Linked DNA regions of Sus scrofa: all the other regions are linked to region 3. A link is a contact called in public Hi-C and promoter capture Hi-C data. All regions are on one chromosome and are shown on one strand. Each heading gives the region's core, a stretch centred on a gene start, on an enhancer-like site or on the middle of the called end of the contact. The rest is flanking DNA. Distances are from core to core; before and after follow the strand shown.

What was found. Promoter capture Hi-C pulls out the DNA fragments that hold promoters and counts their contacts. A called contact is a pair of places that touch in the nucleus more often than the background predicts.
Region 1: a contact with region 3 is called in a promoter capture Hi-C map of fetal skeletal muscle, with 5 times the contacts expected there. The contact joins the promoter of ORAOV1 here to the promoter of FADD in region 3. A contact is called at or near these places in 2 of 5 promoter capture datasets (fetal skeletal muscle and liver), 2 of 47 Hi-C or Micro-C datasets (epiblast stem cells and mesenchymal stem cells) and 2 of 2 datasets of contacts at active chromatin or transcription factors (alveolar macrophages and skeletal muscle).
Region 2: a contact with region 3 is called in a Hi-C map of mesenteric adipose tissue, with 4 times the contacts expected there. The contact joins the promoter of FGF19 here to the promoter of FADD in region 3. A contact is called at or near these places in 2 of 5 promoter capture datasets (fetal skeletal muscle and liver), 17 of 47 Hi-C or Micro-C datasets (alveolar macrophages, brain, embryonic fibroblasts and 12 more) and 2 of 2 datasets of contacts at active chromatin or transcription factors (alveolar macrophages and skeletal muscle).

The regions. Positions count from the first base shown.
Region 1 is chr2:3,604,450-3,609,057 of Sscrofa11.1, reverse strand. It overlaps ORAOV1 (oral cancer-overexpressed protein 1), which reads right to left and starts at 1,453. Exons shown (of 5, transcript XM_021082685.1): 1 at 1,277-1,453. The coding sequence starts at 1,326.
Region 2 is chr2:3,581,479-3,586,235 of Sscrofa11.1, reverse strand. FGF19 (fibroblast growth factor 19) reads right to left here and starts at 3,209. Exons shown (of 3, transcript XM_003122420.3): 1 at 2,969-3,209; 2 at 2,461-2,564. The coding sequence starts at 3,209.
Region 3 is chr2:3,191,610-3,196,672 of Sscrofa11.1, reverse strand. It overlaps FADD (Fas (TNFRSF6)-associated via death domain), which reads left to right and starts at 1,853. Exons shown (of 2, transcript NM_001031797.1): 1 at 1,853-2,260; 2 at 4,182-4,955. The coding sequence starts at 1,975. The coding sequence ends at 4,531.

The DNA.
Region 1 (4,608 bases), core at 204-2,703, 410 kb before region 3:
CAAATAATCAAAAGAGCACTTTTCCCAGAAAAACGTTTCTCTTCCACCACAACCCAAGACCCAGCAAGACCCGACTCAGAACAGCAGAAAGAGAAGAGAATTCACTCAGGTTCCAAGCCCTGCTCCCTCCCTCCCTCCGTCTTTCCTCTGGCAAATCGCTGAACCTCCCGAAGCCCAGTTCACCTCTTCTATAAGGGGGGCTAAGCCAGAGAGCCCCAAATCTGGCATAACACCAGAGACACACAGGAAAATTCCAAAGATACAAATCCAGGAGCCTCCCCAGTCAGGGCAAGTCTGGAGTCAGGCCCAGGAAATCTACTTTTTGACATTTCTCAGCTGATGAGCCAGCAGCCAGGTCGCCAGCCTCCAGTTCTGTGAGTGGGTGAGCTAGAGTGCTGGGTCAAGGGCTTCAAAGCACTCTGCCACCTATCACAGGGCCTTCTGCCGCATCTCTGGAGACTGGCTGGGAGAAACGCCATCGGATCACCACGAGACGTACCATGACTGTGGGGCCTGTGGTATAATAAAGGCTGTGGCTTTGAGGGCTCAGCAGGGGAACGGACACCAGCAGAACATGCAGCCACCCCAGGGAAAGGAGCTTGTTGGAGTCCCCAGGGAGGAGCGTGTACAGCTCTCCCTTGCCGTTGTGTGGCTCTGGGAGTTGACCTTGCCTCCTGCCCTGAAAGACAGGATGACGGATAAGATCTACTTTACAAGCAGAATTAAAATAGATAAAGGGGTTCAATACTCTGCTCCCTGTCCCATTCACAGCAAGCTCCAGGGAAACGTCAGCGGACGACTGTCTGATGTTCCCTCTCTCTCCCAACTGACATCTACGGATGTCTCTGGCGGGCCGGGCGCTGGAAGACTGCACAAAGCAACCCCCGGCTCCCCCCGGCACGGCCCAAGGGGGAAAGGACGACGCCTGACACATTTATCAGCTTGTCTGTGAATGCTGCCGTATGTCCGACCCCTGAGCAACAAGCGAAAAGGGGCAGCGCCCAGATGGCAAAGCCCGTCCCACCCGCGGCCCCGGCGTCCCTGGAGGGAGGCACTCATTAGGCCGAGCAGATGCGTGGGGCAGCCCCGGGCCGGGGGAGGCGGGTCTGGAGGAGCAGCTGGGCGCTCCCCCGAAAAGCCGATGCGTAAAGGAAAATCAAGGGCACCTCGGGCTCCCGCTCCAGCCGCCTTCAGGACCACTTTGCGCTCCCCCAAGGCCCGAGCGGCCGCGAGCGGCCCGCCAAGCGCGGGAATCCCAGCCAGCCCCGCCACTCACCTCTCATCTGCCATCACGATGGCGTCGAACATGTCCTGAGTCCCGGCCATGGCGGCAGCCGGCCCGCCCTGCCCGTCGGCCCCGCCGCCCTGCGCTACGGCGCAGACCCGGGAAGCTCGGACTCGAGGCCCGGCTGCTGGCAGAGCGAAGCCCACTTCCGGGAACGCCGCGCGGGGCAGGCCGGGTAAGGACGGCGCGCGGGAGGGCTCAACACGCGCCGGCGCGGGGCCAGAGCGCGTGCGCGGCGGCGGCGGCGCAGGGCGGAGCTGAGTCGGGGTGCGGCCCCGCCCCGGGCCCCTTGGCACTGCTCCCAGCTCTCGCTGGGGGCTGCTCTGTCCCCGCCCGGAGCAGCTACCTGCCCGCGGGGACAAGACTCGTGATCTCATTGTAACAAAACCAAGTAGATGCAACCAAACTGCCAAAAACGGCTCGGAATGAACCAGGGAAGAAACGGGAAAAGTTATCAAAGAACCAGCGCCTCCCCAGGTTCCAACAAGGATGCTGTGCCCTTGGGTTTGTGGGGGAGAAGTTCCAGGAAGGGCAGTTCCCGGGATGCAGGCAGCACCCAGGGACGGGGGCCCGGTGCCCCCGCGCTCGCCGACCCCGACCCACAGCCCGGGGCCACCTTCCGGGACGCCGTCAGACTCCCGCCTAAAATGCCACCAAATCCACGTCCGCAGTAATCCAGGGACTGCGGGACCTTCGTCCAAGAAGCGCAGGGCTGACTCGACCCCCGGAGATCTGAAACAGCCGCTGTTGGCAGGGAAACAGCCTGGTGGCCTCGCTGGGAAGGGCATTAGTAAATATTGGCATCCGTTCTTGAAACTTTATAGAGTCTTTTGAAAAAATAAAAGTTTGTGTCTTGATTCTTGAGATTAGTTGTTGTTAAAGCAAAAGCATAATGATTCATAATTCATGAAGAGTCAGAACAGACTCAACGGAAGGGTTTGAGCGACCGGTGCGCTTGCTCAAGCAGCAAGCATACCCCCTTCTCATCCTTTCCATGACAAGATACTTTCTGAACGCGGTTTTTATTTTATTTTATTTTTTTGTCTTTTTGCCATTTCTTGGGCCGCTTCCGTGGCATATGAAGGTTCCCAGGCTAGGGGTCCATTCGGAGCTGTAGCCACCAGCCTACGCTACAGCCACAGCAACTCGGGGATCCCAGCGGCGTCTGCAACCTACACCACAGCTCACGGCAAGGCCGGATCCCTAACCCACTGAGCAAGGCCAGGGATCGAACCTGCAACCTCATGGTTCCTAGTCGGATTCTAACCACTGAGCCACGACGGGAACTCCCCTGAACACGGTTTTTAAAAGGTACTTCAAACTATCAATGACAGTGGAGCATAGATAGGAAATACCAAATGCATTCTGATTAAAATCAGAAGTAAAACAGGATGGCCTTCTTTTTATTTTCTTTTTCTCTTTTTAGGGCTGTTCCCACGGCATATGGAGGTTCCCAGGCTAAGGGTCAAATCAGAGCTGTAGCTGCCAGCCTTCGCCACAAGCCACAGCAACACCAGATCTGAGCCACGTCTGCGACCTACACCACAGCTCACGTCAATGCCAGATCCTTAAGTGAGGCCAGGGATCGAACCTGCATCCTCATGGATACTAGTCAGATTCGTTTTCTGCTGAGCCACGATGGGAACTTCCAGGATGGCTTTTATCACCTGCCATTGAACACATCAAGGAGGCCTAATACAATAAAATTAAGCAAGAAGTCTTATTATCAAAAAAAAAAAAAAAAAAAAGACAAGAAAGTACCGTTAAGCAAATCCCTTGCTTTATGTTATTGTAACAATAACTGGTAGTCACCTGAACAGAGATGACTGGGGACATCCATTTTGCCATGGTCACAATAAATTTATTCAAAATAACAAGATTTGAGCAGAACCTATATGAAGAAAACTATATCCGCCGCTCCGGTTGGGCAGAAACACAAAAGCAGTTTCTACATGATCTGGGGAAATGTGTCAAAATTCTAAATTTCATCTGGATGAATAAACCGATAAGAATAAGGTTTTTTTTTTAAGTGAAAGGGATTTTTTTAGAGAGATCCACATTCCATAGACTGAATGATGTCCATTTCAGACAGCGAGAGCAGCCTAAGATGTTTTTCAGAGAGAAAATGAAATGGAAGAATTGTCATACCAGATATGAAAAGATAAAGTCTCTAGAAGAATACTGTAGCATGTCTGTTCGAGATTAGACAAATGTAGGAGTTCCCTGGTGGCCTAGTGGTTAACAACCTGGCGTCATCACTACTGTGGTTTGGGTCACAGCTGTGGCATGGGTTTGATCCCTGGCCTTGGGAACTTCTGCATGCCTAGGATGTGGCCCCCAAAACGAATAGACAGGTGAATGAAATAAGAATGGATTGCAGCACAATTCACAATAGCCAAGACATGGAAACAACCTAAATGTCCATCGACAGATTAGGAAGATGTGGTCTATATACACAAGGGAATACTACTCAGCCATAAAAAAGAACAAAAGAACGCCATTTGCAGCAACAATGGATGGAACAAGAGGCTCTCATACTAAGTGAAGTAAGTCAGAAAGAGAAAGACAAATACCATATGATGTCACTTATATCTGGAATCTAATATATGGCACAAATGAACCTTTCCACAGAAAAGAAAATCATGGACTTGGAGAATAGACTTGTGGTTGCCAAGGAGGAGGGGGAGAGAGTGTGATGGATTGGAATTTGGGGTTAACAGATGCAGACAATTGCCTTTGGAATGGATGACCAATGAGATCCTGCTGGGTAGCACTGGGAACCATATCTAGTCACTTATGAAAAAAGAATGTATACGTGTATGTGTGACTGGCTCACCTTGCTGGACAGTAGAAAATTGACAGAACACTGTAAACCAGCGATAATGGAAACAATAAAAATCATTATAAATGAAAAAAAAAAAGAAATAAGAATGGAATGAGCTAGAAGGGGATTCCAGGAAATGCAAAACCATCTCGTGTGATAAAAGGCACCACAAATTCATGGGAAAGGGGATACTTATCAACTACTAAAATGAGAATATTTGTCGTTTGGGAAAAGTCAAGTTCCATTTAGACTTCATACCGTATATCAAACTATGTCCAAATGATAGAGAGACTTACGTTGCGTTTTAGAAAAGCCTTTAAAAATGTAGGTGGAACATTCAGGTAAGTATAGAGACTTTTTTTCTCTTGTTTTCGTTTTACAGCCACACCTGTGGCATATGGAAGTTCCCAGGCCAGCGGTCAAACCGGAGCCGCCCCTGCCAACCTACGCCACAGCCACAGCAACACTGGATCCTTAACCCACTGAGCGAGACCAGGGA
Region 2 (4,757 bases), core at 1,960-4,459, 390 kb before region 3:
TAAACTTGTATCTATTTAGTATAATGTTATATATATATACAAAGTACAAAGCAGGTATTATATTAATATACGCATTAAACATTACATTGTACTAATATAGAGCTATAAATTCTATAACATTAAATACACATTAAACATAACGTTAGACATATATGCCAAGCGTGTATATAAATATACCTGTACTTTAGATAGCTGTACCTTTTATAACCTTCAACTGTACGCAGGAACTTCAGGTGTGTATTTCATGTGTTTTACACATGTACTCAATATTCATTGTGCTTTACAAAGATGCTTTACGTTTTCCACTAAATCCAGTCCCTTTTGAAACCTGGTCTCTTTCAGAGCCGTGTTCAGAAAATCACAGGCGTGACGGACACACATACTTCCCTGGCTCTTACGCTAAGTACATAATTATTGCCATGAAAAATCCCTTGTATCCCACGGCGCTTTGGGAAACACAACTCAACTATGTTATCCTTTTAGGATCAGTCTTTTAATTAAGACTCACATGTAATCCAATCTGGGGCCCAGATGAAAGAATCTGTTCCCCATTTGACCAAATGACTGGGGTTCTGAGCCTTTCTGTCTGGGGCCCTTGTAAGAAACCTCAGCCCCTCTGGCTCCTTCGTTCAGGACCTGGGGCCCTGTAGGCAGCCTGCCAGGATCATCAGCCCCCTCCCCCCAGGCCAGGAAGAAGCCTGCACCCCGTGGGTGGCCGGAAATGTGGCCAGAAGGACAGAAAATCAGCCCCTGGTCCCAGAATACTAGGAGCTGGGAGGTGAACGAGTCATGTCCCAAACTGGAGAGGGTCATTAGGTCTTGGGGACACAGAGAACAGCCAAAGGCCGGGAGCCAGGAGGGCTAGACCATAAACTATGCTGGGAGGCACCCAGTCTCATTTCTGCCCAAGCCTACAAAGGTCGCTGAACTGCAGGTGGGTGAGCACTGTGCTGATAAGGCTCTGATAAGGCCTGCATCTTATGAAGCAACACGGGCTCCCTCGCTGGAAGAAGGCCACCAGGCAGTGTGGGGGCAGGAGGGGGGGGGATGTAAATTGATAAACAAGGGAATTAAAATCAAATAGAGCGACCGTTTCACTCCGCTGGCTCTTTGGGAGAAATGTGCATCTCATTCTCCGAAGAGAAAATGAAATGAGTTCGAGTTTCTAGGAGAATGTGACATTTGCTGCTGTTGTCTCTAAACCTCGAGTTTTGCTAAATCACGGCCACAGGATCTAGAGGCCGAACTGGAGTTAAGATAAAGAGCCCCTGCCCCCCCCTCCCCAGTTCAGATTAGAAGGATGGGTCAGACCCATTTGCTCCTGGGGCTCCCACCCCCATCCCCGCGAAAGGAAATGTCACAATAACAAAAGTTGCAACTGCGGGTTTGGAGTGGCTTCGGGGGTATCAGCTTTCAGCAAGCTGATCACCTCCTTTTTTCTTTCTTGTTTCTGCCGTAAAACCTGAACCAGGCAGGGTTTTTTTTTTTTTTTTTTTTTTTAATCTCTGGATAATTAAAATAAATGGGCACCAGAGCCACAAAACAGGACTGGGACGCTAAAAAGACTGCTGTTACATTCAGAGAGGCGGGCGTCTCCGTTTTTTCTGGATGGTGGGGCACCCCTTGAGAAGCGGTGCCCTCCCTCCCCCCGGCCCCCGCTCCTCCATCCGGAGCCCCCCAGCCCAGTGGGGCTGCAATGAGGCCCCGCGCCAGGCAGGACCTCACACAGCCTCCTCTGTGCGCCCGGGGGCAGGGCTCCCTTTGAACCCTCAGCCTTTGTTCCGGCAACCAGAGACCCAGCCTCTGCACACTTTCTGCCCTGAGACCTCTGTGGTCACCTGGGCCTTCCCAGCCCGCCGCCGGCCTCCCCCCAAAAGCCTCTGCAGTACAGGTGAGCCCCAGCCCAGGACGAGCACTGACCCAGCAATATCACCCTCATTCGGATGCTGCAAAACCCACAGCTTCTGATGCACAAAAGCTAATTTTTAAAAATCTCTTCCACCGCAAATGTGATTTTTCTACTGACTAATTTGAAGACCTGCTTTTTAAAAAAGATCCGAGTTGTGGATACTCCCTTTCCCTTTCTTTAAAGCAAACAAATAAAAACTGCAGAGAGGGAGGCGGAGGCAAGCCCCACGCAGGCACAGGCCGAAGCCGAAAAGGCCAAGGTGGATTTCCCCCATTTCATATCAAAGAGCCCAGGGATGGCTTCCTCCAGCCAACTGGACCCCCCTTCGGTTCAAGTGGAAATGCTAAGGCGGGTCTCACATTCTCCAACCCTCAACTTCCATGTTAGAAAGTCGGACGTTAGCTTCATGTGGTCCTTGCTGTGTGTGTGCGCCTCACAGCTCCACGCATTCCAGCAGGAGGAAGCCAGGAAACCCCGGATTCGAGCCCGGGCGCCCGCCTCCCCCAAAGGCGCCGGTCCCAGCTAGCTTCCTGCGGGCCGGAGACACTCACCTGCCCTTGCATCTTGCCGTCGGCGCCCATGCAGAGGTAACGGCCGCTGCGCTCGCCCTTGATCGCCACGGTACTCAGCGCGACTGCCCTGATCTCCATCAAACCTGGGCGCGAAGACAGCAAAACACTGCAGCCGCGACCCGCGAGGCCCACCACACGTGGATGTGGTTGGTCGGTGTTCGGGCCCGTGCCCCACCCCCCAACTCCCCCAGTCCCTCTCGAAGTCTGGGGGCCCGGCGAGGGAGGAGGACACCCAGGTGCCAAGATCTGGCGTTCCGAGGAATGGGGGTCGGTCCGCAGGAGCCGAAGAGGGGCGAGGGGAGGGAGGGTAGCGCGTGGGTGCAGTAGGTCCAAGCACGCATCGCCCCCTCCCCCAGCTCCTCCTGCAGTCGGGGGATCCCGGGAGGGGGCGGAAGGGCCAAGACCTGGGGTTCCCGGGAGTGGGGGGCTGAGGGAGGTAAAGGCAGGAAGGGGCACTGTGGCGGGTGGGGGCCCGGCGGGCACTCACTGTGCGCGCTCTGTCCCGGCGCGCAGTCCACGGGGCCGTCTGAGTGGATGCGCAGGAAGCAGCTGGAGACGCCGTGGGGACTCGCAGTGTACAGGTGCCGCAGGCGGACCGACTCGCCCCAGCCGTAGTGCACGTGCGGCCCAGCATCCGAGAAGGCTAGGGGGCGCCCGGCTGCGGCCAGCCAGAGGCCGGCCAGGACCAGGGCGCGGACCACCGCGCACCGGCTCGGAGCGCTCCGCATCGCGCCTCCCTCGGGCTCGGGGCTCAGGGCGCAGTTCGGGAGGGTGCGAGAGGCTGGGCGGCCGCCGAGAGGCCCTGCGGGGCTGAGCGAGCGGAGGCGAGAGCAGCCGTGCGCTCCCGGGCACCGGGGTGCTTAGCGCTCCTGCTCCGACGGCGCGGCGGCCCGAGGCCGGCGACCTTATATAGCGCGTCTGTTACCCGCCCTGGAAGCCCGAGACGCTAAGCATTTCTTATCGAGATTGCATCAGCCCTCCGCCCCCCAACACACACACCCACTCACACTCCGCCTCCGCCCAGCCCCTCCCAGGGCCCTGCCCGGGTGACCCCGCCCAGGCCGCCCCGATCTGAGGGAGGAGGAGGCCCCGCTTTGCTGGAGGCTTGGGGGGGTGGAGGCTCCTTCCCGCGCGCGGGGACGAGGCTGGAGCCAGGTCGCTCTCGGCTGGGCGAGATTGATTTTATAAAGAAATCTAGACGACAACGGAGCCCAGCCCCAGGCCACGGGGTCCCCGGGGAATGCGCTGGTCGCGGGGCGCTAGCAGGGGCGCGCAGCAGGCTTCCTGGGGCCGGAGACTGGGGGGGGCGGGGGGGGGCGGGGGACACTGAACTTCCCAACCCTTCGCTCCCTGTGGGAAAAATCTTGCCTCGGCTTTGGGGCCTTTTCCCCTAAAAAGCCACATCCACTCCCTCCCACCACGGTCCCAACCCCTCGAAACTCCAGAGGTAAAGCCAGCCACCAGAATGTCCCCTGCAGCTCCGACCCTCTGTGTTCTCTGGCTTTATGTTCTCGCGATCCCTGCCCGCAGCCGCTTTTTACCCCGGTAAATTGTCCCCCAACTGGGGGCCGAGCGCGACCTCGGCTCGCGGAGGAACAATGGAATCGCCCGGGCGAGCGCTAGATGGCGCTTCAGCCCCGGTTTCGGCCCCGGCTGGCTCTGCGCCCAGTCGCCGTCCTGCCTCTGCAAAGACGGAGGGACCCCGGAGATCGAACCTGGCAGGGCGGTCGTGGCAGGGTGGGCTTGCGAGCTGCAGACTGGGAAACTGACTTTTTTTTTCGGGGCGCAGGGAAGGTCCTCCGCTTTCGAGGTGCCTTTTGTAGTAGGTCTGGTCCCGGGATCCCCGGGCGCGCTGTTTGCAGGGTGGGGAGACCGGGAGCTCCTTACCTGGTGGGGAGGGCAGAGCGGCAGTGATGGGCCCTGCGAGGGTGGGGCCACCTCGATGAAGGGCCTCCCTCCGCTAATGAGGCTCTGAAAAAGGAGCCAGCATCCAGAAGATGCCCTGGCGGGAAAGGGGGTGTTTGTCCTAGAGGGCTTTGGCTCAACACTGATTCTTCCTCATTATTCCTCCAACCCCTGCGCCCTCCCCGCTCCTGGGTGTGGGGCCCCAGGAGGCTGGTTTTGGGGAAAAGCCATGCCGCTCAGGGCAGAGGCGATGGGAGGGCAAACCGTGGAGACACAGGAGAGAAAGCGGTGCCAGGCCAAGTGAATTTCAATGAGCAAAGGCCATGTTCATGGCCCAGTCAGTGACTGGCGTTAATGACGATCGTGCAGAA
Region 3 (5,063 bases), core at 604-3,103:
CTGGAACTCCCCCACTGAGTCTTTTGAAATGTAACTCAGGGAGTTCCTGTCATGGCTCAGTAGTTAGCGAACCCAGCTAGGGTCCATGAGGGTGCGGGTTCGGTCCCTGCCCTTGCTCAGTGGGTTAAGGATCTGGCGTTGCCGTGAGCTGTGGTGTAGGTTGCAGACGCGGCTCAGATCCCGAGTTGCTGTGGCTCTGGCGTAGGCCAGCGGCTACAGTTTTGATTGGCCCCCTAGCCTGGGAACCTCCATATGCTGCGGGTGCACCCCTAAAAGACAAAAAAAAAAAGACCAAAAATAAATAAATAAATAAAATGTAACTGAGAACTCACAGCATTATCGACAATGGTCCAAAAGGCGGAACAAACCGCAAGGTCCATCCACTGACGACTGAACACACAGATACGGTCCAGCCACACAAGGGAACAGAGTACTGTCACATGCTTCAACGCGGATGACTCTTGAAGATGTCACGCTCATTTAAAGAAGCCAAGCACAGTGGATTTCCCCACCCGCGCAGTGGGTTAAAGATCCAGTGTCATCACTGCTGTGGCTAAGTTTCAGTCCCTGGCCTGGGAAGTTCTGCAATGCTGCTGGTGCAGGGGGGAAAAAAAAAAAGGCACAAAAGACCAAGCAGTGTATGGTTCCACTTACACGAAAGGTCCAGAAGAGTCAAATCCAAAGAGTCAGGAGTAAATTAGCGGTTGCCAGGGGCTGGAGAAAGGAGTGGGGAGGGAGGAAGGAGGAAGTGACTGCTAATGGGTACCAGGTTTCCACCTGGGTGATGAAAATGTTTTAAAATTAGCTAATGGTGGCAGTTACAGAACTTTATGAATATACTAAAAATGACTACATTGTACACTGTAAAGCAGTGAGTTGTAGGGAACGTGAATTGCACCTCGATTTTATATCTAATATACATTAATATATACATATTCATTCCCCACCCCTACCCCCAGGTAACTTATAAAAGGCTTCACCCCTCCTCTCCTCCCCTGCAGGGGCTTATCTCTGGAGCAGTAAAGCCCAACCTGGCGGCTCCTAATTCCTGCCTTCCCCTTGCCGACCACGCCCTGCCTCCCAGGCTCGGCTCCCGCCACCTCGTCCCCCTCCCCGTGCCTCTGCCCTGGCTTCCGCCCCGCCCCGCCCTCTTCCGGGCTCACCTGCGCACCTGCCTCCTCTTCCCCGCACCTGCAGCAGGAGGCCGACTCTGACCCCGCCCCCCCGCCACACTCCCATCCCCCCCTCCCCTTGGCCCTGGGTCCTGCTAACTTCTGTCTTGCTGACCTGTATTACGTAACTTTGGGTACTGATGCTGTAAGCTCCGGGCAGGGGGGAATTCCGCACTTTGTTCCCAAATTTGTCTCCAGAACCTACTGCGTGGCAGACAGTAGGCGCTTAATAAACGTTAATAAGCATTCGAAAATAATGACGGTAACATTAAAAATCAAGTATTTATGAAACGCTAAAACCTCTGAAGTTTTTACTGCACACAGAAGTCCAGGGGGCACCAAAGGACAGGCCTTTTCGCAAATGTTAATAGAGAAATGCATTTATTATCGGCATCCGCAGTGCAACACTCCACAGGAAACGAAGGCGGGTGCCCCCCAGCAGGGGCCCTAGCTCTCGGGACCCCCAAGGCCACACAGGCCAACCCGGAGGGAGAAGGTCGGCAGGGCGCAGGCGCAGAGGCCGTCCCAAGGCCCCTCCGCCAGCGTGTCCGAAGCGCCCCCTTGCGGCCGCGCACGCCTCCCGGGAGGAGCTGTCCACGGTTGGGCTCGGGGCGCATGCGCGGGTCGGGGGCGTTCTCGCGAGAGAAAGCGGGTTTGCGGCAGACTTCCGGTGGCGGGGCGCAGGGCGGGCAAAGTGGGAGCTGCGGCTGCCAGACGGAGGAGCTCCGGCGCGTGAGGAGGCGGGGGACCCGGTCTGCCGGAGCGCGGGCCGGCGAGCGGGCAGCAGCCCGCACCCGCCGCCATGGACCCGTTCCTGGTGCTGCTGCACTCGGTGTCGGCCAGCCTGTCAAGCAGCGAGCTGACCGAGCTCAAGTTCCTGTGCCAGGGACGCGTGGGCAAGAGGAAGCTGGAGCGCGTGCAGAGCGGCGTGGACCTCTTCTCCGTGCTCCTGGAGCAGAACGAGCTGAGTCCCGAGCACACTGCGCTGCTGCGCGAGCTGCTCGTCTCCCTGCGGCGCCAGGACCTGCTGCGGCGCCTGGACGCCTTCGAGGCGGGCGCGGCGGGCGGGGCGGCGCCGGAGGAGCGAGGTGGGGGCGGGGGCCGGGGGTCGCGGGGGGCGGGCGGGGCCGGAGGGGCGAGGTGGGGCCGGGGGACGGGGTGGGGGACGGGCAGGGCGGGGCCCGGGAGGCGGGCGGGCCGCGCGGGGGGGGTGGCCCTCCAGTGGTTTCGCTATTCCCTGCGCCTAATCTTTTCCGGATTCGGTTTGCTTTTCCGGGTTGTGTTTTCTCTGAGCATTCCTGAGAGCCGGGTGACATGCCCGCTTTGCAGATAAGAGAACGAAAACTCCGAAAAGCTAACGTTTCCTAGGCTGTTGAGCACGGACACCCACCCCAGCCTCAGTGTTTTGTCCCGGTGTACATATTAGAAGTTACTCGAAAGAAATGGGCGTCGCTCACCTCCCAGGTGGGGGAATTCGGCCCTCCTGGGCATCCTCTGGGGGGTTTGTCTGCCCAGTTAATGTCCTTCTCCTCTGGCTGAAAATACTGTGATCATAAATCTTTAACAGGGGGCTCCTATTCCTAGGCGAGGGGCCGGAGTCAGAGCTGTAGCTGCTGGCCACCGAGCCTCCACTGCACAACCTACACCACAGCTCGTGGCAAGGCCAGATCCTTAACCCACTGAGCGAGGCCAGGGATCGAACCCTCATCCTCATGGATACTAGTTGGGTTCGTTACCAATGAGCCACAGTGGGAACTCTGCAGCTTATGTGTTTAATTTGCACAATGAGCCTGTTAGGTAGCATCATCTCTTACTATTCCTGATTTCCTATGGGAAGGACTGTGGCTGAGAGCGGTGTTAAGTGACGTGCCCAAGATACTCAGCCTGTAACTAGCAGCCCGTAGGGTTGAAGGGGGCCGCCTGGCCGCCCTGGGTGACTGTAGCCACCATGCTGCTTTTGGGCTTCTTTCCACCCTCCCTGCGCTTGCAGGGGCTTCCAGCAGTGAGAGACCCGAGGGTAGCTGGGATTCTCAGCCACCTCTGTGTTCCCAGAGCCCAGGGAGCCGGGTGGACAGTGCCTTGAGGACATGTCACAGGCCTGAAGCTGTGGCCTGGAATTAGTCATGTGGTCACTGACCCAAAAAAGGATGTAAATGTGACACCGCGGGCATCCTATTGGGACTGGTGCTTGCGAGTAGCAAGCTGGGCAGCACGACTGCCTGAGAGCAGCCAATTTCAGGTTTATACACAGACAGACGTACTAGGCACGCAGCAGTGCCGAACAAACAAGACAGGACACACAAATTGTTATCGAGGAGAATCAGTGAGGAGGGAGAATTCTGATCAAATTAAAAGGCAGCCCCCAAAATATAGCTCGTGACAGTTGAGGTTTATATGGTTTACGTCTGTCTGTTTTATTTATGGAGCAAGTTACACCGGAAGAATAACCGCTGGTCCAGCCGGGTTGATAAGGGGCCGTTTTTGCATAGCGGTTAAGAGGGGGCTCTGGCCCCACACCAGCCAGGTTTCACATCCTGGCTTTGCCGTTGTCCGGCTGTGTGACCTCCGGAAGTGACGTGCCCTGTGTGGATGGGCATGGTGACACAGGTGCCCCCGTCCCAGGGCTGTCCGGGCTGGAGGTGTTAGCACCCAGGCCGACGGCGGCTCAGGCCTCGGGGCTGGGGTGCAGCTTGCAGGAGCCTCAGCAGGAATCATTCCTCCTCCTCTCCTGCCACGTGAGTCTGTGGTGCTCACCCCAGCAGTGACGATGCAGCAGACGAGGACACGGCAGCCAGGGACCAGAGACGGTGTCAGTCAGGGCAGCTTCCGTACTAAGACGGAGGGCACATGTTTCTGGGGCCGCCCCAGCCCTCTGCTACTGGGTGACGGCGGCCCCCGCGGGAGGACCGCTTGCGGACCCAGCACCCTGAAGCCCATCGGGATTGCGGGGTTGCCCGTCTCCTCGCGCCCCCAAAGCTCGAGGAGTCAGCCTGTTCTTTCCCTCCCCAGACCTGCGGGCGGCGTTTGATATCATCTGCGACAACGTGGGGAAGGACTGGAGGCGGCTGGCTCGGCAGCTTAAAGTGTCTGACGCCAAGATCGACGCCATCGAGGAGAAGTATCCCCGAAACCTGACCGAGCAGGTGAGGGAGTCGCTGCGAGTCTGGAAGAACAGCAGGAGGGAGGACGCGGCCGTGTCCCACCTGGTGGATGCGCTCAGGGCCTGCCGCCTGAACCTGGTGGCCGACCTGGTGGAGGAAGAGCAGCAGGCCCGGGCCTCCCGGCGGGAGAGCGGGAGCAGCGACCCTGTGTCCCTCATTTCCTGGGACGAGGACGTGCCCGGGTCGGGAGCTTCCTGATGACCCGCTGCTCTTCCCAAGGCCCGAGGTTGACCCCGTCCTGTCTGCACCAGCACCGCGATGACCCAGCCGGGAGCCGGGATGAGGGCCGGCGCCCGCCCGCAGAGCCAGGCAGGACCGTGGTCCCTGTGGGCCCCCTGCGAGGGAGCCACTGTCACCCCCATTCACCCAGTCCCGGCGGGAGGATGCCGTGGGACCTTGTCCAGCGTCTGTACAGATGTGCGGTCTGACCACTGCCAGTGAGGAGGCCAGTGGCACCAGGGGGGCGGGAAGTGTTTGATTCAGCCACTTGTTACTGTTTTGTATCAGAGTCACTCTCTTTCCCATAACAGAATTGGCCAGGGAGCTGGACCCTGGGATTTTAAGAAGTGCTCTTTCTTCCTCTTTCTAAGGTAATCCTGTAAAAACAAGTGCCTTAAAGAGGAAGCCTCCGTATTATTGAGAATTTTCCATTCCCACGCACATCCTGCTGCAGCTGATCTCAGGCCCCGCCTGTGATCCAGGCTGCATGTCATACCAGCTCCAGGGATCA